Linked DNA regions of Macaca mulatta: region 2 is linked to region 1. A link is a contact called in public Hi-C data. All regions are on one chromosome and are shown on one strand. The core of a region is the stretch at or near the end of the contact, and the rest is flanking DNA. Distances in the headings are between cores, read along the strand shown.

Region 1 (4,887 bases), core at 1,097-3,596:
AAACACAGAGACAATTTGTACTAGATAGTGTACTATATAAACATAGTCCCCCGCCCCAATAATTTTAGCAACATCCAATTTTAAGATGCCTGGAAAAAGCAAATTACTGGTGATCACTCGAGAAGCAAAGTATAAAACTTAAATTTTTTTTTCATAAAAAGAAACGGTGACCCAAGGTAAAAAAAAAAATAAAATCACTGATTCTAACACATAAACTATGCAATAAAAATATCAAGGATTAGCCATGGTCAAGCTACTCAAAATACAATTAACTTTAAAAATGCAGATTAAAATATATTTTAATAAAATAACGAATAGGCATTGAAAAATGACCACAAAGACATAGACCAAAAATGCTGACAGTGATCACATCTGGGTCAAACAATTCCCAGTGATTTTTACTTTAGCTGTATATTACATTTTCTACAATGACTATGTATGTTTTTTGGGGAAAAAAAAAAAAGAGTAGATGAGTTAATTTTTTTTTTTAACTCTTGTGGCTTCCACTCAGGAATACATAACCCCAAACATCACAGTAAACCACCCTCAACAACATTAATACTCTAAATATGCTCAAATGGTTTATTTGCCTTGAACATTCCATGTGGATATAAGAAAAAAATATTCTTTTACATTCTGCTAATCTCTGGCAGGAAACCAAGGCTACAGGGAAGCATCTTCTCAGTAAGAATAACCTTTGAAAGAAACAAACTATCAGAAACAGTGTGTGTTAAGGATGGGGCAGACAGTACAGGTTCTCTTACTGACAGAACCACACAGGTTTTTGAAATTTTAAGAAACTTGTTGGCAAACATTTTTAGACAATCTCCAATCCCTAGAGGCTAACCTTGGACATCATCCTTGGGTTCTTAAATGGACATGCCACACCCAAAGTGGCTGTAATGGGCTACAAAGTGGTTGTAATGAAACCATGAGAAAGCCTGCCTGCAGGCAAGCCCCAGACTTAGATGAATGTAATCTTGCCGGTGGGCGATCATTATTTGAGGAGACAGTTGGAATATGCTAACTCTTGCCTCTTCCCCCTGCTAGAAGCCTAACCTGAACCTTTTTTTAAAATCTGTAAAATTAGACTCAAATATTACAGGGATCATCTGTTACATTAGGATCATCGAATATTACATTAGGATCATCGAAGCATTAAACAAATATGAGGTATGATCAGTGAAAACAAGCAATGGACAGGGAACTGAGATACTGAGCTAGTCTCAGGACTAGGATTAGCTGGTGACCTTGGGTGAAATCACTTAACCTGAGCCTCAGTTTCCTCAGGTGTAAAATCAGGATACACTCGTTCAGCAAGGATGCTGTGAGAGCATCTACCTACAACAGTGATGCTCGCAGGCCCGGGGCTGGCACCGTCGCTCTGTGGGCCTCGGCCTCTTGGTCCCCACAAGGCACGGCTGGGACACCCACCCGACCTCCTCCAGAACCAGAACCCCGGTTGCCCCCGGCTCCGCAGATCTGTCCCCGACACATCCCTCCTGAAGGCCGCTTGGCCTGGACACAAATCGAAACCGAAAAGCTCATGTGACATTGGAGGCAGGGATGCGGCCTCGTCCGCGCTCAGCCCAGGGAGACGCTGTCTCCACCCAACTCGGCCATCTTGAGAGGCCCGAGCAGACAAAGCGACCCCATTGTTTTGGGTGACGGCAGACGGGGACTCCTCTCCCCTCCCCGCGACGAGAAGCGGGGCGCCCTGGGGGCTCCCGGCCTGGCAGTGCGTGTGGCGAGGGCGAGCCCCGGGCGCCGCGTCGGCCTCTGCGGGGCGTCTGCGGCCCTGGGGACCCGGCCGGCGGGACGTCTGCGGCCGCCGGGCTCTGCCCATCCCGGGGTCATCTGCAGCCGCCGGGATCCTCCCATCCCAGGAACATCTGCGGCCCCGGAGGACCTGGCAGGCCCTGCCCTCCGCGAGACTTGGCCCTGGCGACCCCGCCCTCCGCGGCCCCGCACCTTTGAGCGTGGAGCGCTCCACCAGCACCGTGTGGACCTGCGGATCCGAAAGGAACTTGCGCATCTGCTCCAGGGCGCTCTTCTCCTCCAGCGCCGCCTCCAGCGCGGCCGGCGCCTCGCCGCCGTCCTCCAGCAGCAGCGGCACCAGCTTGCGCAGGTGCTTCTGCAGCACCGACACGTCCGCCACATTCTGCACCGCCGACACTTCCAGGCCGGCCGAGCCGTCCTCGCCGCCGCCGCCCCCGGGCTCCGACATGGCGCCGCGCTCGGGACCCTCCAGGAGCGATGAGAAGACGGCCGCGACTCAGCGAGACAGCGAGCAAGGGACAGAAACGGCCGCCGGAAGCAGGACCATCCGCTAGCCCACGGCGGACTGAGGAAAGCCGGAGCCGGCTCCGCCCTAAAGGCACCCACTGCCAGCTGGCCCCGCCTCGCCCCGCCGGCGCAGCCGCCGCAGCCACCCGCGCTCGCTCGCGGCCTTAGCGTCACGGAGTCGCGCATGCGCAGGGGGCGGGCCCGGCGATGCCGCCGCGCAGCTTTCTGGCACTTGTAGTCTCCGCGCTGGGCTGGGCCCGCATCCACCGCACTGCGAGTTCTAGAGATGCGGACTTGGCTCAAAGTCCTGGCTCGGTGCCTGGGCTCGGCAAGGTTGGTCCGGGGCCGTGTCTGTCTTCTTCACTGCTGTGGACTCAGCGAATAGCACACAGCCAGAGAAACTTTATAGTGAATGAGTGATGTTATTGGCGAGAGCTAACGTTTAATGAGCGCTTAGCCTGTGCCCGGTGTTGTTCTAAGCCCTTAACCTCTCATTGAATGTTCTCTCACTGAATGAATGAATGACTACATATCAGGTACCAAAATATAGGCACGACAGATGTGTTATTAGATATAGACGGGGAGATTGAGGATACTTTTCAGAGGGGGAGGAGATGAGGGGCGTGCTCAGAGGGTCCCATTGCCAGGCTGGAAAGGGACAAGTGGGGAGGGGGCCTTCAGGGCAGTGTAAGGTTAAGCCAGTAATGACACCTTCACTGTAGGTAAAACCAAGCTGTGATAGGATCTGGTTCCTAATGACAAAAATCATTGTCCCCAAGGTCGCTATGAGGAACAAGAGGGAGACCTACTGAGAACAGCCAGCAGTGGTGCTCCTCCAGCCACGTAGAACTGGCACTGTCATTCTGTGGGCCTCAGTATCTGAGTCAGTACAAGGCAGGGGCTGGGTTGCCTGCCCACCAAGTTTCCCCCTAGCTCTGGCCCACCACCACCTCCTCCCCTAAACCATGACTACATAAGGGCCAGAATCCAGGCTGCCCAGCTGGGTGCGGTGGCTCACGCCTGTAATCCTAGCATTTTGGGAGGCTGAGCTGGGAGGATTGCTTGAGGTCAGAAGTTCAAGACCAGCCTGGTCAACATAGTGAGACCCCCATGTCTGTGTATATTTAAAAATTAAAAATTTTGTAAAATAATAAAAAAATAGAATCCAGGCTGCCCATATTTGTAGTTTAGAGATGGCAGGTTCTTCTAAGGGGTAGTAATTGGCCTTTGAAAGTTCACATACATAACTTCTTTCTTAAGTTGGGTGGAGAGAGGGAAGCAATGGCGTTTTTTTTTTTTTTTTTTTTTTTAAACAATAAAGTGCACTGTCAGAGTGCTCAGTCCTGATTGGTGGAATGATGATGGTATGATCTGATTCTCCCAAATCATCTTTGAAAAACTGTGAAACATACAATAAGCTTATTCCTTGCCTAATTACCGGTTGCTGGGTCCCAGGGGGTTGCTGGAACACGGAGACTAATCAGATGATTCTTGTCTTTAAGGAGCATGTGAAAGAGGGGACAGATTAATACCCCATCTTCCTGCTCTCCATCAGTTCACCCTGGTGTGATGTGCCCAAGCAGTTCTGAATAATCTTCCTGGAAAAAATAAATAGGCGACTGCAATGAATTTGTGCATGATCCTAATGGTAATGAATAATAACAACACACCACTGACAGCGAACGCTGAGTGCTCGCTGTGTGCTAGGCACTATGCAGAGGGTTTCCCCTCACATGTACTTTAGGGGTAGAAAGAGGGGCAAAGAGGAAACTCTATTAGGTGCAGGTCAGTGAACTCTGAATAGGCCATCCACCATCTGAGACTCAGAAACCCGCAGGGACCTGGCTGATGGGCAGGCTGCATGCCGTCTGCACCGTGAATCAGCACCAGGCTGGGAGACGCAGCCACTCGGGGATCCAAAGGACTCAAACATCTGCAACCTGGCCCCAGGCCAAGAGAACAAACTGCAGGCTCCGGATTTGCCGCCCTGTAGAATAGGCTCAAAATGAAACATGTTTGTTATTTCTAACTGGATGGGAACTGAAGGAACCTGAACAATCAGTGTACAAGGATTCATAAATGGACCAAACATGCTTGCTTTTTGTTCTTGAAAGATGTTTGTTGTATTTAATATATAATGAGAAGAGCAGTCAACACTGCCTGGGTGCTGAGCACTTTAAGTGCATTACCTGGGTGGCTGGCTGGGCTGTGCCAGGGCTGAAGGGTGTGGGGAGCTTCTTTCGAGGTGCTCCTTCTGCCTCCTGGCACAGGACTCTGGCTCCAGCACACCCCAAGCTGACCCTGGTGAGGGTAGGGCCCCGCACCCAAACCTGGCCTCTCCCATCTCTTGTTCTGCTGCCTCAGCTTTCTCCTGTCTGTGGTAGAGTCTGCTTGGACAGACTCTGGGCAGGGTAGGGGCAGGGCAAGCTGGAGAGAGAATTCGTTCTAGGTTGATGTGGGATGATAGTGGCTGGTAGGACACTTGTATCCTATCAGAAACCAGTGATGAACTGTCTGCATGGATGAGATCCCATCCATTCCCACCCTTCTCTTAAAAATACCATACACAATGTCTCCTCGAGGCCAAGTCTCAAGTCGGGT
Region 2 (4,887 bases), core at 1,397-3,896, 120 kb before region 1:
GACAGGACAAAAATGTCCTGTTTATTTTTTATTTATTTATTTATTTATTTTTTGAGACGAGTCTCGCTCTGTCGCCCAGGCTGGAGTGCAGTGGCCGGATCTCAGCTCACTGCAAGCTCCGCCTCCCGGGTTCACGCCATTCTCCTGCCTCAGCCTCCCGAGTAGCTGGGACTACAGGCGTCCGCCACATCGCCCGGCTAGTTTTTTGTATTTTTTTTTTTTGAGACGGAGTCTCGCTCTGTCGCCCAGGCTAGAATGCAGTGGCGCGATCTCGGCTCACTGCAAGCTCCGCCTCCCGGGTTCACGCCATTCTCCTGCCTCAGCCTCCCGAGTAGCTGGGACTACAGGTGCCCACAACCGCGCCCGGCTAATTTTTTGTATTTTTAGTAGAGACGGGGTTTCACCGTGGTCTCGATCTCCTGACCTTGTGATCCGCCCGCCTCGGCCTCCCAAAGTGCTGGGATTACAGGCGTGAGCCACCGCGCCCGCCGTATTTTTTTTTTTTTAGTAGAGACGGGGTTTCACCGTGTTAGCCAGGATGGTCTCGATCTCCTGACCTCGTGATCCACCCGTCTCGGCCTCCCAAAGTGCTGGGATTACAGGCTTGAGCCACCGCGCCCGGCCAATGTCCTGTTTATTAACGGAGGCGGGAGAGCTGGAAAGACAGGAAGTTGTGGAAGGAAGGAGGGACATTAAAGGTGGGGCCTGACGGGAAACAGTGGTTCCCAGTGATGCCCAGACCCAGGGAGGGGCTTTGGGGCAGGTTCACTGGAGAAACGGGGAAAAATGAAGGTCCCAAAAACAAAAGACAGACTGTCAGAGCTAGGGCCCGGGATGGCTCTTCTATAAGAAATCTCAAACCCCATTGGCAATGGCAGAAACTGCGGTAGGAAAAGTTCCAAGTGAGGAGAGTGGGGACAGTGGCTGGTGGTGACAGGAAGGAAACAGGCGGAGGAGGCACTCGCCAGGGAAGACCTTGCGCCCCTTCAGCGACCTGCTCACCGCCACGCCTGCTTCCGGATTCCTCCCCGCCGGTCCCGGCTGCAGTGTAGGGAAGGCCTGGGCCGGGGGCGCCCCCCAAGGCTGCGGAACAGCTATCACGGGAGCCGGCACACACCCAGTAACCACCGCTGGGGCCCGCGCCACGTGGCTGCTAGTTTCCATCCACCCCGCTTTGTAATGCTGGGCAAGACGCTTTATGTTGATTTCACACACTCTTAAAGGGTCCCAGGCCGCAGTCTGAAAACCCCTGCTCCTGAGTAAGTTGGTTTCCCTAGAGACCAGGAAGCGGAGGTAGTTCCGTCGTTTGTTTACACGGTAAGGAGCTTCCAGATTATTCCGAGGACCTGGCTATGAGTTTAGGCAGGAGGAGGCCCAATCATGGGAGGCGCCAGAGAGGAAGAGGACATGGACGAGGCATGGGAGCCAAGTCTAAGGAACCCCAACACCTCTAAGGTTCTCATAGCTGGCCTTGACCAAAATATCTGAAAATTCTCATGTAGAAACTGGTTCTTCCAGCCTGAGCAACATGGTGAAACCCCAACTATACAAATAAATACAAAAACTAGCCGGGTGTGGTGTCCGCGCTTGTGGTCCTCCGCCCGCGCTCGTCCCAGTTACTCGGAAAGCTGAAGTAGGAGGATCACCTGAGCCCGGGAGGTCGAAGCTGCGGTGAGCCAAGATTGTGCCACAGCACCCCAGCCTGGGCGACAGAGGGACAGCCTGTCCAAAAACAAAAAAACACCAAACCTGTCTTTTAGGGAAGGTTAATCACCAAAATGTCAAGTGTTAGATACTTAATTTGGAGACCTCAAATCGATCGGCAAAACGATGGGCTTTTAAAAAGCATGCCGGGTGTAGCTGGGTAAGCATGAATTTATTCACCAAGGGCCCGATTCCCAAGCTAAGGGACCCTGAAGTGTGAAGGACATGGCTTCCGGGGAACCCAAAGGTAGGGAGCGCTCCTGAGCCAGCAGTGGGTCTGGAGACTCCCCGAGCGCGCAGGCCGCGGGACGGCGTCCCCTGCGCGCAGCAGCTAGAAGCCAACAGCCCAAAGGCCCCCAGGGAGCAGAGCCCCGCGATCCCGGCGCCGCCTGCGGCTGGATTTTTTGGCAGCGGGCGCGCCGTCCGTGAGGATGACGGCTCCGGTAGTCTCCCGGGCGTGCGAGACCCGGGGCGCTCCCCGTCCACGCACGGCCCTCCCTCCAGGCGCGCCTCCCGCCCCAGCCCCGCATTCTGCGCAGCCCGGGTGACCAAACTACACCTCACTTCAAAGGCCCCCACGCCCGGGCGTGCCCTCCGCCCGCGCTCGGCAGGTGGGAGTGCAGGGAGGAGGGCGCGGGCGGCCCCAGAAGGCGCCCGGACCTTCCCGAGAATTCCAGGCCGCGCAGGCGCATTGAGGTCGGCGCGGGGGCGTGCGAGAGGCGCGGGGCGGTGATTGAGGGAAGGTTTCCCGGGCTGGGCCATGAGCAGGGCCTGCGCGCGCCAGCGGGAGGGGCGGGCCACGGCGAGGGCGCAGGCGCAGGCGCGCGGCCGCGGCGGCGGTTGGGGAGGGTTCTTCCGGAAGGTTCGGGAGGCTTCTGGAAAAAGCGCCGCGCGCTGGGCGGGCCCGTCGCTATATAAGGCAGGCGCGGGGGCGGCGCGTCAGTTGCTTCAGCGTCTTGGTGCTGCTGTGCCGTGGAACGTTTGCAGCCTTTTAGCCAAGGTGTGAGGGGCGGTTGTGGGGGCCTGTGGAGGTGGATTGGGGAGTGGGGGCGGTTGGCGCGGAGCGGAGGCTGTGGGGGCCGAACGGGAGCCCTGAACCCGCCAGGGCCGCTCTCCCGGGAGGCCGCGCTGCCTATTCCGGAGGCCGTGGGCCCGCTGCTGTCTCCGCAGCCCGCCTCAGGAATGGGCTGGGCGGCTGCTCCCCGAGTCTCCGCGGCAGCCCCGGAGCTGGCGCCGCACGCGAGCAGAGCGGCCCTTTGGCTGGGGGCCCCCCGGGCGGCCCAGCTGGGGCGCAGGCGGAGGAGGCCGCCCTGGCGGAGCCGCGGCCCGCGCGGGAGGGCACACGGGGTGTCGGTTGGGGACCGCGGCGCGGGACTGGGCCGGGCCTGCAGTGGCCTCCCGGAAGCGCGCACACGCTCGTGGTAGTTACCGCGCTCCGAAATGAGGTCATCCTTTGTCAGCCGCCCTTCTATTTTCGGTTTACTTAAACTTCGCAAATCTGCAATCCGGCTTTAAAAATATTGGGAGGACGCGATGGAATCTCGTGTTGCCCCTGTAGACGCCCTGCAGGGTTTTAAACCGGCGCGGTGTCGTTCCAGATGCCTGAGGAAACGCAGACCCAGGACCAACCGATGGAGGAGGAGGAGGTTGAGACGTTCGCCTTTCAGGCAGAAATTGCCCAGTTGATGTCATTGATTATCAATACTTTTTATTCGAACAAAGAGATCTTTCTAAGAGAGCTAATTTCAAATTCATCAGATGTAAGTCGTTTATTAACCCAGAATAGGATTTTGGTTTCAATATGAACTTCTTGGGGGCTGTATGCTTAATTAATATTTTGTGTTAATAGGCATTGGACAAAATCCGCTATGAGAGCTTGACGGATCCCAGTAAATTAGACTCTGGGAAAGAGCTGCATATTAACCTGATACCAAATAAACAAGATCGAACCCTCACTATTGTGGATACTGGAATTGGGATGACCAAGGCTGACTTGATCAATAACCTTGGTACTATCGCCAAGTCTGGGACCAAAGCGTTCATGGAAGCTTTGCAGGCTGGTGCAGATATCTCCATGATTGGCCAGTTCGGTGTTGGTTTTTATTCTGCTTATTTGGTTGCTGAGAAAGTAACTGTGATCACCAAACATAACGATGATGAGCAGTACGCCTGGGAGTCCTCAGCAGGGGGATCATTTACAGTGAGGACAGACACAGGTAGGTACCTGAACACTCACTGGTTAAGTCAGTGGCGGAATGGTGGGGTGTTGCAACCCTTGGACCCCTGGGGATGCGGCGAAGTTCACAGAAAGTGTGTTTACCCAAGGATCAGGAACAAGCTAGAGCTCTGAATTAGTGTGTAATGGCATGACTTGGTGATTACTTCTTTTGGGCAAGGCACTTAGATCTGCTGTGGGAGCCTTTGCATCTGTAGTAAGGGCAAACCTCGCTTCATAGACACGTTATAAGGGTTAAGCATGGCGTTGAGCACTAAATTGAATGTATTATTGAGTCAATTTTCCTTATTTCTCTTGCAGGTGAACCTATGGGTCGTGGAACAAAGGTTATCCTACACCTGAAAGAAGACCAAACTGAGTACTTGGAGGAACGAAGAATAAAGGAGATTGTGAAGAAACATTCTCAGTTTATTGGATATCCCATTACTCTTTTTGTAAGTTTCTACATAATTGCAGAGTGAATTACTGTCTGTAGGTGACTGGGGTGACTGTACTACATCCTTAGTTCCTAGGTCTGTTGAACTAGTTTGAAGCCTGGGGAACCTAAGCTCTACTAACTGTGAAGGTTCCTCGGGTTATTAAGTAGATATATCAAATATTGATGAGAAGCTGCCTGGCTGCTTCTCATCCTCGGTAATTTAGGCTTTGGCCTTAGGTTGAAAGTAGTGGGGCAGCGCTATGACTTAGTTCTAGAGTGCAGCAGTGATGCGATTTCATGTCTTTTGAAGGTGGAGAAGGAACGTGATAAAGAAGTCAGCGATGATGAGGCTGAAGAAAAAGAAGACAAAGAAGAAGAAAAAGAAAAAGAAGAGAAAGAGTCTGAAGACAAACCTGAAATTGAAGATGTTGGTTCTGATGAGGAAGAAGAAGAAAAGAAGGATGGTGACAAGAAGAAGAAAAAGAAGATTAAGGAGAAGTACATCGATCAAGAAGAACTCAACAAAACA

What was found. Hi-C and Micro-C count contacts between places; a contact is called where the count stands out from the background.
Region 2: a Hi-C map of blood shows a contact between it and region 1, with 5 times the contacts expected there. The contact joins the promoter of HSP90AA1 here to the promoter of DYNC1H1 in region 1. A contact is called at or near these places in 3 of 14 Hi-C or Micro-C datasets (CD4 T cells, blood and liver).

The regions. Positions count from the first base shown.
Region 1 is chr7:175,313,219-175,318,105 of T2T-MMU8v2.0, reverse strand. It overlaps DYNC1H1 (dynein cytoplasmic 1 heavy chain 1), which reads right to left and starts at 2,346. Exons shown (of 78, transcript XM_015144508.3): 1 at 1,972-2,346. The coding sequence starts at 2,227. The region is part of intron 2 of LOC144330421 (a long non-coding RNA gene); the gene reads left to right. It overlaps LOC144330422 (a long non-coding RNA gene), which reads left to right. Exons shown (of 2, transcript XR_013396582.1): 2 at 916-2,346. It overlaps LOC144330412 (a long non-coding RNA gene), which reads right to left and starts at 1,891. Exons shown (of 2, transcript XR_013396572.1): 1 at 1-1,891.
Region 2 is chr7:175,438,267-175,443,153 of T2T-MMU8v2.0, reverse strand. It overlaps HSP90AA1 (heat shock protein 90 alpha family class A member 1), which reads left to right and starts at 2,646. Exons shown (of 11, transcript NM_001195667.1): 1 at 2,646-2,704; 2 at 3,303-3,464; 3 at 3,554-3,920; 4 at 4,241-4,374; 5 at 4,669-4,887. The coding sequence starts at 3,303.